Linked DNA regions of Mus musculus: regions 1, 2 and 4 are each linked to region 3. A link is a contact called in public Hi-C and HiChIP or PLAC-seq data. All regions are on one chromosome and are shown on one strand. The core of a region is the stretch at or near the end of the contact, and the rest is flanking DNA. Distances in the headings are between cores, read along the strand shown.

Evidence for each region. Hi-C and Micro-C count contacts between places; a contact is called where the count stands out from the background. HiChIP or PLAC-seq counts read pairs in DNA pulled down with a chosen protein or histone mark.
Region 1: a Hi-C map of cerebral cortex shows a contact between it and region 3, with 2.7 times the contacts expected there. The contact joins two enhancer-like sites. A contact is called at or near these places in 5 of 484 Hi-C or Micro-C datasets (cerebral cortex, embryonic fibroblasts, embryonic stem cells and 1 more) and 3 of 115 datasets of contacts at active chromatin or transcription factors (bone marrow-derived macrophages, extraembryonic endoderm stem cells and trophoblast stem cells).
Region 2: a Hi-C map of bone marrow-derived macrophages shows a contact between it and region 3, with 31 read pairs. The contact joins two enhancer-like sites. A contact is called at or near these places in 1 of 15 datasets of contacts at CTCF or cohesin (the NIH/3T3 cell line), 8 of 484 Hi-C or Micro-C datasets (the G1E-ER4 cell line, the N1E-115 cell line, bone marrow-derived macrophages and 4 more), 6 of 115 datasets of contacts at active chromatin or transcription factors (astrocytes, bone marrow-derived macrophages, embryonic basal ganglia and 3 more) and 1 of 9 other capture datasets (embryonic stem cells).
Region 4: a contact with region 3 is called in an H3K4me3 HiChIP or PLAC-seq map of bone marrow-derived macrophages, with 3 times the contacts expected there. The contact joins two enhancer-like sites. A contact is called at or near these places in 6 of 484 Hi-C or Micro-C datasets (the C2C12 cell line, brain, cerebral cortex and 3 more) and 5 of 115 datasets of contacts at active chromatin or transcription factors (CD8 T cells, bone marrow-derived macrophages, extraembryonic endoderm stem cells and 1 more).

The regions. Positions count from the first base shown.
Region 1 is chr17:47,173,362-47,176,142 of GRCm38.p6, forward strand. It overlaps a transcript of Trerf1 not described here. Among named protein-coding and RNA genes, the nearest start is that of Gm36715, 18 kb to the left of the region's middle. Within about 2 kb of position 1,495, at least 106 of the 459 cell types and tissues checked have an H3K27ac peak or open chromatin away from gene starts, as enhancers often do. A contact at or near this core is called in bone marrow-derived macrophages and cerebral cortex, where this site is marked.
Region 2 is chr17:47,259,913-47,262,658 of GRCm38.p6, forward strand. All of the region lies in intron 1 of Trerf1 (transcriptional regulating factor 1), which reads left to right. Among named protein-coding and RNA genes, the nearest start is that of Trerf1, 31 kb to the left of the region's middle. Within about 2 kb of position 1,314, at least 9 of the 459 cell types and tissues checked have an H3K27ac peak or open chromatin away from gene starts, as enhancers often do. A contact at or near this core is called in bone marrow-derived macrophages, where this site is marked.
Region 3 is chr17:47,038,260-47,041,072 of GRCm38.p6, forward strand. No RefSeq gene overlaps it. Among named protein-coding and RNA genes, the nearest start is that of Ubr2, 29 kb to the left of the region's middle. Within about 2 kb of position 1,347, at least 58 of the 459 cell types and tissues checked have an H3K27ac peak or open chromatin away from gene starts, as enhancers often do. A contact at or near this core is called in bone marrow-derived macrophages and cerebral cortex, where this site is marked.
Region 4 is chr17:47,212,934-47,215,747 of GRCm38.p6, forward strand. It overlaps a transcript of Trerf1 not described here. Among named protein-coding and RNA genes, the nearest start is that of Trerf1, 16 kb to the right of the region's middle. Within about 2 kb of position 1,333, at least 45 of the 459 cell types and tissues checked have an H3K27ac peak or open chromatin away from gene starts, as enhancers often do. A contact at or near this core is called in bone marrow-derived macrophages, where this site is marked.

The DNA of each region.
Region 1 (2,781 bases), core at 245-2,744, 140 kb after region 3:
GTGGGAGCAAGGACGGAGAACATTTGAGAGCTATTACTACTTGCTACCACTTAGTGATCACATTTGCTCTTTATTAAGCACATGCATGGGCTCTGTCTATACATTTTATCATTTAAATTTTATAACAAGCCAGGCATAGTGGTATTACATATATAATCCCAGAATTTGGGTAGCTCTGAGTCAGGAGGACAGATTAAGGCTAGCTAGCCTAGCTACACAGAGAGACTATCGCCTTAATACAACTCTTTGGAACAAATATTGTTCTCATCTTGGAGATGAGATAGGTTGGTTTAGGTTTAAGTTAAAAAAAAAAGTCTAACAGTTTTCCTGGAGTCAGAGAGCATGTGAGAGACCAAAAGTTTGGAGAAATTGCTCAGGGGGTAAAAGTGCTTGGCCAGGGCTGGAAAGATGGCTCAGTGATGAAGAGTACTGATTGCTCTTCCAGAGGTCATGAGTTCAATTCCCAGCAACCACATGGTGGCTCACAACCATATGTAACAGAATCTGATGCCCTCTTCTGGTGTGTCTGAAGACAGCTACAGTGTACTCATATAAATATAATAAATAAATAAATCTTTTTTTAAAAAGTGCTTTGCCTATAAGCCTGACAACAGGAGTTTGGTCCCCATCACCTACATAAAATGGCTAGATGTGGTGGTCAACTTGTGTAGTCCCAGTGTTCCTACTGAGAGATGGGAGGCAGAGGCAGACGGATTGCTGAAAGCTCTCAAGGCCAGCTAGCCTAGAGTAATAAACGCAGTAGCAGGGACAAGTTGAGATCCTGACTCAACAAAGTGGAAAGAGAACGTGTACAGAAAGCTGCTCCCTGCCCTCCACATGTCTGCGGTGGCATATATAGTCTCCCCTAAGATAATAATAGTAATAATATCTCTAAAAGCATCTTCATACAAAACTTACCGGGGAAAACAGTTGATGGAATTTACTGCGCAATGGCCCAGGCCACTAGGAAAAGAGCTGGAAAGGGGAAGGATTGGGGTGGAGGTGGGCGGCCACCTACTAGGGACATAGAGATATGCCTTCTCTTATCCCTGTGAGAGACTTGACCAGGTCACTGGAGCCTCCCATGACACAGCCTAGGTCTTAACCAATGCAGTCAGTCTAGAAGGTCAACTTCTGACTCTCATGTGACTTGGATTCTCAATTGGGATGTGACTTAGTTAATAGAGTAGGTTTAGATTTGTTTACAAGTGAGGTTTTCTTTTAAGATGTCCTTGACTTCTCCGTAACAAATATGCACTTATTCTATGATTTAAAGAAGTTATTAAAAATAAAATGTTCTTTTGCTTATCTATAATGAATTCATCTTGTGATTTATAGCATTTTTTAAAAAGTCATTAAAAAGAAAACAGTACTGCAAAGCGACCAAACTTTGATGTAGACTTCTTCCTGGCAGGCATCCTAGGGACAGCTGGGAGCTGGTGTTCCTCCTCCTGTGTGGGCGGGCAAAGCTCGGGCTGTCCACGCAGGCGATTGGTGGGCGTCGATGGGCTGCAACTTCTTATCTACTTCCTGGCCCATCCTCGCTGTCCGCACAGGGGCTGTGGCTGGGGGCCTCTCTCTCCACTGCAGAGGGAAATGCATACTGATTGTATTTCAAGGTGGGAAGGATATTAGGGACCTTCGCATTCGCTTGACTATAAGCCGAGCCCTGAAGAGGTCACGTGACTTGGCTCCATTTTTTTTTTCCCCCTACAGCCTAAACCTGGGACCTGATTCTTTGTCAAGAGCTATGGGAAGTAGTTGTTAGGGAACAAGGAAGTGTCCCTTTTTTCTTGTTGTTGTTGAGACAGCATGTAGCCCAGGCCAGTCTCAAGCTCTCTATGTAGTCAAGGATGACTTTGAATTCGGATCCTTACACCGCCACATGAAGGCGCTACCACGCCCAACTTTAAGAGGTGCTGGTGTTGAACCTAGGGCTTTATGCATGCCAGGAAAACTCCCAATCAACTGAGCCACATCCCCAGTGCTGAAGTGTTATGTTTAATTCTAATTTCAGAAGACCCTTCAACGTGAAGTTAAGGCTTTTACAGAGAATTAGATAATTTACCCCTGGTTGGAAAGATCAGGGGCCTCTGCTTTAAAGTGAAGTGGGCGATTTGGAGTGAGTGTCTAGCCTGGCTTGTGGAGGATAGATTAATTGTCCCTTCGTATCGTTTAGTCAACCCCACTGCGAGAGTGACCTGCAGACCATGCCCTCGACCTTCTGTCCCTTTAGAACCTATAGCCTGCTGTCCATTGAGGAACACTTCTATGCTCTGTAGATCTTTGGGCCACAGATGTGGACATCCTCCATCCTGCTGGGTGCCAGGCATCAGGGAAGTGAATATCTGGTTGCTTTATGAGCCCAGGAAAGACACCTCTTTTCCTCCCAGACCCTCCAGTTCAGGGGGCTGTTGGATCTGCACACATTCATTAACCACTCACTGTGTGTCAGTTCGCTGGCATGCATGGCTTCATTTTGTGGGTCATATAACTGTGAAGTCTGGTCCGTCTTGGAACATGGTTATCTCTGCCGACCTAGCACTTGCATAATTAATCACCATGGCCGTAGGTTCGAAACACAGGCCGTCTGATTCAGAGTTCAGCCACAGTGTGTAAGCAAGTGGTTTGAGGGATGGGGCCTCTGTAGGAGGAGCCTTTTCTATTTTCCAAAGACTCGTGGAGATGAGACAGGAGAGACGTGACAGGAGAGAAGCTGCGGGCAGAGTGGTGCTGGAGACACGGCTGGAGGTTAGCGCGCGTGCTACCCTTGCCTATGAC
Region 2 (2,746 bases), core at 64-2,563, 220 kb after region 3:
AGTTACAACAGTTGGGAGTTGGTTTTCCTTCCACCCATTGTTTCAGGGATTGAACCTGGGTCTTGGGACTTGTAAGGCAAGTGTCTTTACCTGATGACTCATCCCACAGGCCCCATCATGTATTTTGAGCCAGGATCTCTCCCTGGCTGATGATCCAGCTCCAGAAAACCACTTATCTATCTTTGCACAGGGTACACATCTTGATTGACCTAACAATCTCCCATGAGCCTCTACTGAAAAAAAAAAAGTTCCACTGTGTCTTTTACCCAGAACCCTTGGGACAAACCATATCCAAGCCTCACCCCCTCCTGCCATGTGTGTGTGTGTGTAGGTGTCCATGTGAGCTCATGCATGCAGAAGCCAAAGATCAAGTGTCTTCCCCAATTGCCCTCCACCTTATTTTTTGAGACTTACTCTCTCACTGAACCTGGAACTCATTGATTAAGTTGGACTGACTGGCCAACAACCCCATGATCCTCCTGACTTGCCCCTCCCCCCCCCCAGCTGCCTTAGAGGTGGGCAGTAGCTTCTACATGCTACATACAGTGTTAGGGATCAAATGAGGGTCTTCTTGCCTTAGCCACAAGCACGCTATTGACTGAGCCATCTCCGCAGCCTTGGGTCTCTGACTCTTACTCAAATCAATATTCCATTGTCAGGCACTGCAGTGACCTTGTCATACCCCCAGTGCCTTACATATACCTGGACACAGCGGGCACTTAATAAATAGGAGATGAGTGACTAGAGAGCGTCGATGTATTCATGGTAGGACTGAAATTCGTTCCCAAGACTGCTGGTTCCCCATTCCAGGATACTGTAGACTCACCCTGAGCTGTGTAAGCCATGTGCCTTCCTTTTGGATTTCTGAGTCAAGTATTGGAGGCAGACCATTGGATAGGGCACATCCCCACTTGCCTGGCTCAGTTCTCTGCAGAGCTGAGCATGGGGAGGGAGGAACCGTGTTCCCTCCCTTGGGAGAAATAATTGTTCTTGGGGATTTTTGCTTGCTGTCATTAGTACATCTCCAGCCAGTGGAGTAAGGCGGCCTGCAGAGGACATACTTCTTGATCAAGGTATATAAAATACACATCTATACATATTGGTGTGCATGTATGTAATTTGTATGTATAGAGTTGTGTTTGGTGTTCCTGTTCTCTGGCCCACAGCTGGAACCAGTCAAAGAGAAACCAGTCAAATCTCTGCTTTGACTTTGAAATTTTCCATTGCTTTGTGATGAGGAGATAGTCTGATGTGGCCGTTGCGATTCATCATGCCCTTGACTGGGCATCTTGGTATCAGTTGATTAATATCTATGGGGCAATTTCCTCTTTGTATTAAGTAAGCACCAGAGGGGCCCATGTGGCCCTTGGAGGCGTGTGTGTGTGTGTGTGTGTGTGTGTGTGTGTGTGTGTGTGTGTGTGTGTTTTTTCGTGTGTGTGTGTGTGTGTGTGTGTGTGTGTGTGTGTGTGTTTTCCCATGGAGTCTGAAGTCTAAATTGGTGCTAGCTTTGGATCTTGTGGTTAAGGTTCCAATCCCTTTTGCCAGTTGGGGAAGGGGTGTTTTGCATTTTTGTGCAGGGTACCCCGAATCCTTGTTCCTGGGCTGAAGGGTGCTTCTTCTCTGACCAAAAAGAAACCTCTCCCCAAGTCACACTCAAAGGGCACTATTGTCGTTGACATTGCGACTGTGAGTTTGTGCTAGACAGGACACGCAGCAATGGGGAAAGGTAAAGGTGCCCAGGGAGTCAGAAGCCTGGGAGGGAAGCATAAGGGAAGAAAACACGTGGGTTCACTCATGTACGGTCAGATGTATTGACAACAGTCCTGAGCTCCCAGCAACATGGCTGCCCCAGTGGTGTTCAATCCCAGAACATTAAAAGCAAGACATGCCAGATCACACTCTGGAAACAGAGACACATTTTCATTTACTGATTTTTTTTTTAAGAATTACTTGATTTTTAATTATGTGTATGTTCCAGTGTGTGAGTGTGCACGTGAGTGCAGGTGTGTTTGTGAGCTGCCTTATGTGGGTGCTGGGAGTTGGATTTGAGTCCTCTGCAAGTGCGGAGCTTGATTTTTTTTAACTGCTGAGACACCTCTCTGCCTCCTTAACCTGAGTCTTAGCAATCAGGCCACGGTGCTCTGAACTTCTTAGAAAGAGTTAGCACAATGGGAGCACAAGGCTACACGGAAGAAGCTAATAGGAGATGTCATTAGGCAGCCCCCGGGAACCTACCTGGGAGAGGCCCTGGAGTATTTGTATACAAGTGACGAGGGTGGGGACAGAAAATGTGGACAAAAAGCTAGAATGTTCTTGCCTTTAGGGGACTTCCTCCTCCATCAGGGAGGTAAGACGGTTGTCTTCTTACAAGACTGTGACAGGCTCTTCTGCAGCCTTGCCCTTCCACTGAAATTTAGGAGATAAGCCAACTACACCACTTGCTTCCTCCCTGGAAGCCGTTGGCCTTCAGTCTTATGATAGCAGACTGCATCTGAGCCATCCTCTCAGAAGAGACCAAAGGGACAGCTGTTGCTTCCCTATGCTTGTCCCAGAGCACGCTATACCTCACGAAGTCCCTCACTGGGGTGGTCCAGTCCATCTTCTGTGTATGAATTGTCTTAATCTAAATTCTGTTGCTATAACTAAATGCTGGAGGTCGGGCTACTTTAAAAAAAAAGGTTTATTCTAATATCGTTCTGGAGGTTGATGGAATACAGGGTTGAGGAATTCGTGATGTCCTTAACGT
Region 3 (2,813 bases), core at 97-2,596:
CAGGTACACTTCCCCCATATCCTAATAACCTTTCTTTCCCACTACCTCTGATGGGTGGTGGACTAGTGGGGAGGTTGGACCCTTACTAAAGTAGGTTGAAAAAAATATGCCAAAATGTTTGTATATGCCTGATGATTTGAGTTTATTCCTATATTCCTCAAGGTAGCTGGAGAGGTCTGAGAACTTCCCTTTGACCTGTGCACACTCCCTGTGACCTGTGTGTACCCACATTCACACATTCTTGAACATGCAGTAAACAAATATTTAAAAAGAAAGCAGCGTGTGGGAACCAGCAGGGATGTAGGTCAGTTGATAACAAGCCTGCCTAGCCAACATAGGGTCCTGGATCCATCCCTGGCATCTTAAGTGTGGGATGATGTTGAAAGAAGCACTTTGGACTCATCCCGAGATAGGGTTCTCCCTCCCCTTACTCTGTGCATGTCCACCTGTCTATCATCCTGCAGAACAAGTACAGCTTTGTACCATGACATTCCTAACCCAGACTTCAGGATTCTTCACCATTCATATCGATTCTGTCAGTGGACCAAACATCGACCCTGCCCAGGGACTTGAACACAAGCAGAAGGTCCTGCATTCCCTGTAGAGTACGAGTTCAAGTCACTAGGTCCTCTGCCTTTGATTCTGCTCATTGCAAGGACACCCTCACCCTCCTCTCAAGTGGCCCTTCAGGCAGAGACAACTAACTACTCTCTAGGACTGTGTTTGAAATGACCTTGGAGCCTTCTTCAGATCCGTTTCCTCCGCGATACTGCTGGGAGCCTGCAGGGGGCGCTCCTGTCCAGGGCTGGCATCCTCTCAGGCTCGCCTTTCTCGGTGGGGCTGGGCTTTCTTATGCCTGCAGTCTCTCTTTAACAATGGAGCTTGCGTTTGTTTAAAATTGTGACTGGTGGCACAGCTGGGAGCCCAGAAGTACTCTGTGTCGCTTTGTTATTTTAGGTTTCATAAGCAGCTAGAAAGTGAAATTCAAAATGACATCTTCAAGCGGAAATCAAGTCCTTCTCCTCCCGAGCTATGTATATTGGGATGCCCTTCTAGCAACCAGCCATGGTGCCACGCCAGCAGCCAGAATGCCAGTTAAGATCCATGCCTACTTTTTAGTAGTAGGGACTTGAGAACAAGAAGCTCTGCGTGGCACAGGGTGAATTCTTCGGAGGACCAGTCTGAGACAAACTGAAATTTGATCTCGCCTGAAATTTCTTCCAGTTGACAGAGCTTCTTTTTCATTCAATAAAATGAAACACAAAATAAAGCAAAGACAGAGGTTCAGGCATAGCCGTTGAATTACCCCTAGTTAATATGTCACCACAGCTTAGAGTAACTTGAATGTCTGAATCAGTCTTATCAGATGGTGGCAGAATTCCTGGAGAATTGGTATTTCATTGTGGAGGAACCAAGGAATTGCCGGCCCTGCCAACAGAAGACAAACTAAGACTGGGCTGTCTGACTTAGCAAATACAAATATGTACACTCAGTTAACTGTGAATTTCAGACACCGAACTCAAACATTTCATTTCATTTTACTTGCTTGAGACAGGGTCTCACTGAAATTCCCTATGTAGACCAGGCTAGCCTGGAATGTGCAGAGATCCACCTGCCCCTGTCTTCCAAGCCCTGGGATGAAAAGTGTGCACCACTATTCCTAATCTTCCTTAATTTTTAAATTCTCAGTAAACACTAAGAGCAAATCTGGTCTCCTGTTGAAATTCAAATGTGCAGGGTGTGATGCCTGGAATGTTCTGGAATCAGGCAGAACTTTCTGAGTTTGAGGCCAGCCTAGTTTGCACAGTGAGTTCCAGTCAGCCAGAATAGCCAGTGAGACTCTGTCTTAGCCCAGGGGGTGGGGCTGGGGGAGAGAAAGAAGTTAAGATATAAATAAAAGTCCTATATTTCATTTGGTATACAAAGTGGAAGAGAAAAGTTTTTTTTGTTTGTTTTTTGTTTTTTTTTTTTTAAATTTAGCCCAGTGGGTTCTCAACCTGTGGGTCATGACCCATTTTGGGGGAACAAACAGCCCTTTCAAGGGTTCACAGATCAGCTGTCCTGCAAATCAGATATCTTGCATGTCAGATGTTTACATCACAACTCATGACTTTAGCAGGATTACAGTCATGAAGTAGCAAGAAAAATGATGTTATGGTTGGGATTGCCACAACGTGTGGCACTGTATTAAAGGGTCACAGCATTAGGAAGGGTGAGAGCCACTGCCTAAGAGCTTCAGCATCATTTGGCAGACATAGCCACCGTGAAGGGTTTGGGGTGTGTTATCCCATCCACCATCCGTGAACATACATAAGTATTTGTGTATTCTAAACCTGGTTTCCCTATTGGCTAGCTAACTGACTTTGGGAGAGTAACCTAACTTCTCTGGATTTTAAGTTTTCTTTCTTTCATGGTTATTTATTTTTATTTTGTATGTATGAGTGTTCGCTTCATGTGTGCATATGTGCTCTGTGTGTGCCTAGTGTCCTAACAAGTCCTCGGAGCCCAGAAGAAGGCAGCAGGTCCCCTGGAACTAGAGGTGGTCACAACCTGTGACCTGTCATGTAGGAGCTGGGAACCTATCCCAGGTCTTCTGTGAGAGCTCATAACTGCTGCTGAGCCCTCTCTCCAGTCTCCATTTGTAATGTTAATTGTCAAACTCACGACAAGCCTAATTTGTAAATTACACATTATTATCAGTCTGAGTAGACAGAAAAAAGTGTAATAACACGTGGTACTATCTAGGACATCAGGCATCCCTCAGGGTCTCCTGCAGACAAGGTGGGAGTAATACAATACAATTCACCTTCACT
Region 4 (2,814 bases), core at 83-2,582, 170 kb after region 3:
GATGGCAGGGCCTTGTACCTGGGTGGGGTGGTTCCAACTAAGTGTTTCACTCTGCCCTGTTTAAAGAAACTGTTTAAAGAAACTGCTCAAAACAGAGAAGGCTGTGGGGAGCAGGAAGTGGGGAAGACAAACCCCATCTTCAGGATGCTTCTAGGCCAAAAGAGGGGCAAGACCCCTGCTGCAGGGACCCACTTCTGTCTTGGGGAGCGCCCCATTGGAGTGGAAGACAAAGTTCTCCTGAGAGAGACTCAGTCTGATGGCTAAGGCCTAGGGAGAGACACCTGATGCTCTCGAAGTCTGATGGATCCATATTCACAGGGACTCCCAGGCTGACGGGGGAAACAGACCTTGTTCCTGCAACTGGATGGAAGAGTGTGGAGCCTTCCTTCTTTTCAACGCCACCCGATGATGGATGATCCAAGACAGGGCCCTCAAGGGAGCAGGCAGGAAGAGCAAGGTGTGCTGAAGCACGCCACCTTGGATCCCAGCACCTTGGGGGCAGTGGCAGGCAGATCTCTATGAGTTCAAGGCTAGCATGTCTGCAGAGTGAGTTCCAGTTCACCATATAGCTGAGACCCTGTCTTGAAAAAGACTAAATACAGAAGAAAAGGAAAGGAAAGGAAAGGAAAGGAAAGGAAAGGAAAGGAAAGGAAAGGAAAGGAAAGGAAAGGAAAGGAAAGGAAAGGAAAGTTAAAGCAGCCATTGAGGGGTGCAGGCTCTGAGCACCTCGATGACTTGGCTTCTGTAGGCCGCACTCCATCATGACGTGTGTGAAATCTGTGCTCTCTTTAATGGTATGACTTCAGAATCATAAAAATACTTAAACAGTGTTTGTTGTGTGCATGCATGTGCACGTGTGCGTGCATGCGTGTGTGCATGCATGCATGTGCGTGTGTGCGTGTGTGTGTGTGTGTGTGTGTGTGTGTGTGTGTGTGTGTGTGTGCGTGTGTGTAGGTGAGAAAACAACACACAGGAGTCAGGAACCAATTGTAGAGGTCGGGCCATCAGACATGGCGGCGAGCTGAGCCACCTTACCGGCCCTGCTGTTGGTCATGTTTCGCATCTATAACTGAGGGCCGAGGCCGATTCTTTGGCTGGACTCTTCATGCTGAGAGCTATGAGAAGATGGTTTGCAGTTGGGTAAGAGTCAGGGGCTTCAGAAATGTGGCTGCGGTTCCCTGGCCTTTTTCTGTATCAGAGGCAGACAGATCCTTTAGGGCTCTCACTGTCGAGGTCAGAATGTACGAATCTTGTAGGAAGGACCTTAGACACCACCCAGCCTGATGTTCCCATTTCACTCTGGGGATTCAGAGAAGGGGAAGGTTTTTCTCAGTAACGCTGAGAGGCCGTGCTGAGCTCAAGGCCTGGCTCCCAAACCTGGTTCCCCTTATTGCTCAGCACAGGCTGAGCCTGGTGATATCAGTGGTCGGGGAGGCTGTGTGGCAGGCTATGCCGAGTCACTCCCCTGCACGATCTATGCCTGGAATAAAGGCTAAACACTGCTGTAACTTCAGGACCCACCGACTCTGGCTCCCACCTCCTCCCCATCATCCCCTGCATCATAATCAGAAATTGCCCTCACTCAGACTACACTAGAGCTTGACATTCCTGCCTCAGGACCTTTGCCCTTGCTTTTCTTTTTGCCTGGAGTATTCCCTCACCCTACCCCACCTCAGATGTCCCATGTGTCCTTTGGGGGGGTGGTTCTAGACAGGGTTTCTCTGTGTAGCCCTGGCTGTCCTGGAACTCACTCTGTAGACCAGGCTGGCCTCGAACTCAGAAATCTGCCTGCCTCTGCCTCCCGAGTGTTGGGATTTAAGGCGTGCGCCACCACGCCCGGCACCCACACGTCCCTTTGAGACTCCTTCCTTGACCCTCCAGGACTAAGTCCGTTTCTTCTGAATCATTCTCTGCCCCTCCACCCCGTGCTGTCTTCTCCAGCGTGTGTATAACCACACAGCTTGCTGTATATTTATTTATCCAGTATGTCTCCTTGTAAATCAGAAACACCGAAGTGTGTTCTCACGGCTACATGTCCCGCATCCAGATCATTCGTGACACACAATAGATGCTCTGTTCTTAATTGTTCAAAGGAAAAGGAGAAGAAGAGAGGGAGGTAGGGAGAAAGAGAAGGAAGGGAGGAAGGGAGGAAGGAAAGAAGTAAGAATAATCACACATTGAACTGCAAGGAGCCCAGGCATTGGTAGACCACTTTCCTAGCATGCTCCGAAGCCCCGGGTTTGATCCTTAGCATTACAGAAGCTAGGTGTAGCTCAGTCTGTAATTCCAGAGCTCTGGCTCTTATCTTTCTGGTGGGGTGGAGTGGGAACGTTCCCTGTCTGATCTTAGCTCTGTCCACTTGTATGGGCTTCACCTGTAAGTGAAAAACTAGGGCTGAATCACTCAGAAGAGTCAGTGTTGGGGCTGGAGAGATGACTCAGCTGTTAAGGGCACTGACTGTTCTTCCAAAGGATGTAGGTTCAATCCTTAGTACCCACATGACCAGTTACAACTGTCTGTCCCTCAATTCCAGGAGATCTGAACCCTTTGTGCCCTTCTGGGGCACACACATAAATGCATACCAAATCAAATAAACAAAATTTTAAGAAAGAAAGAAAGAAAGAAAGAAAGAAAGAAAGAAAGGAAGGAAGGAAGGAAGGAAGGAAGGAAGGAAGGAAGGAAGGAAGGATGAGGCAGTGTTTGCAAGTGCTGAGGCTCTACAAAGACCTACAGCTTGACCTTGGCTTTACCTTACCAAATGATGGGTTGGAGGGTAAATGTGCTGAACACTAGCTGTGTGTCCTGCACCGGGTT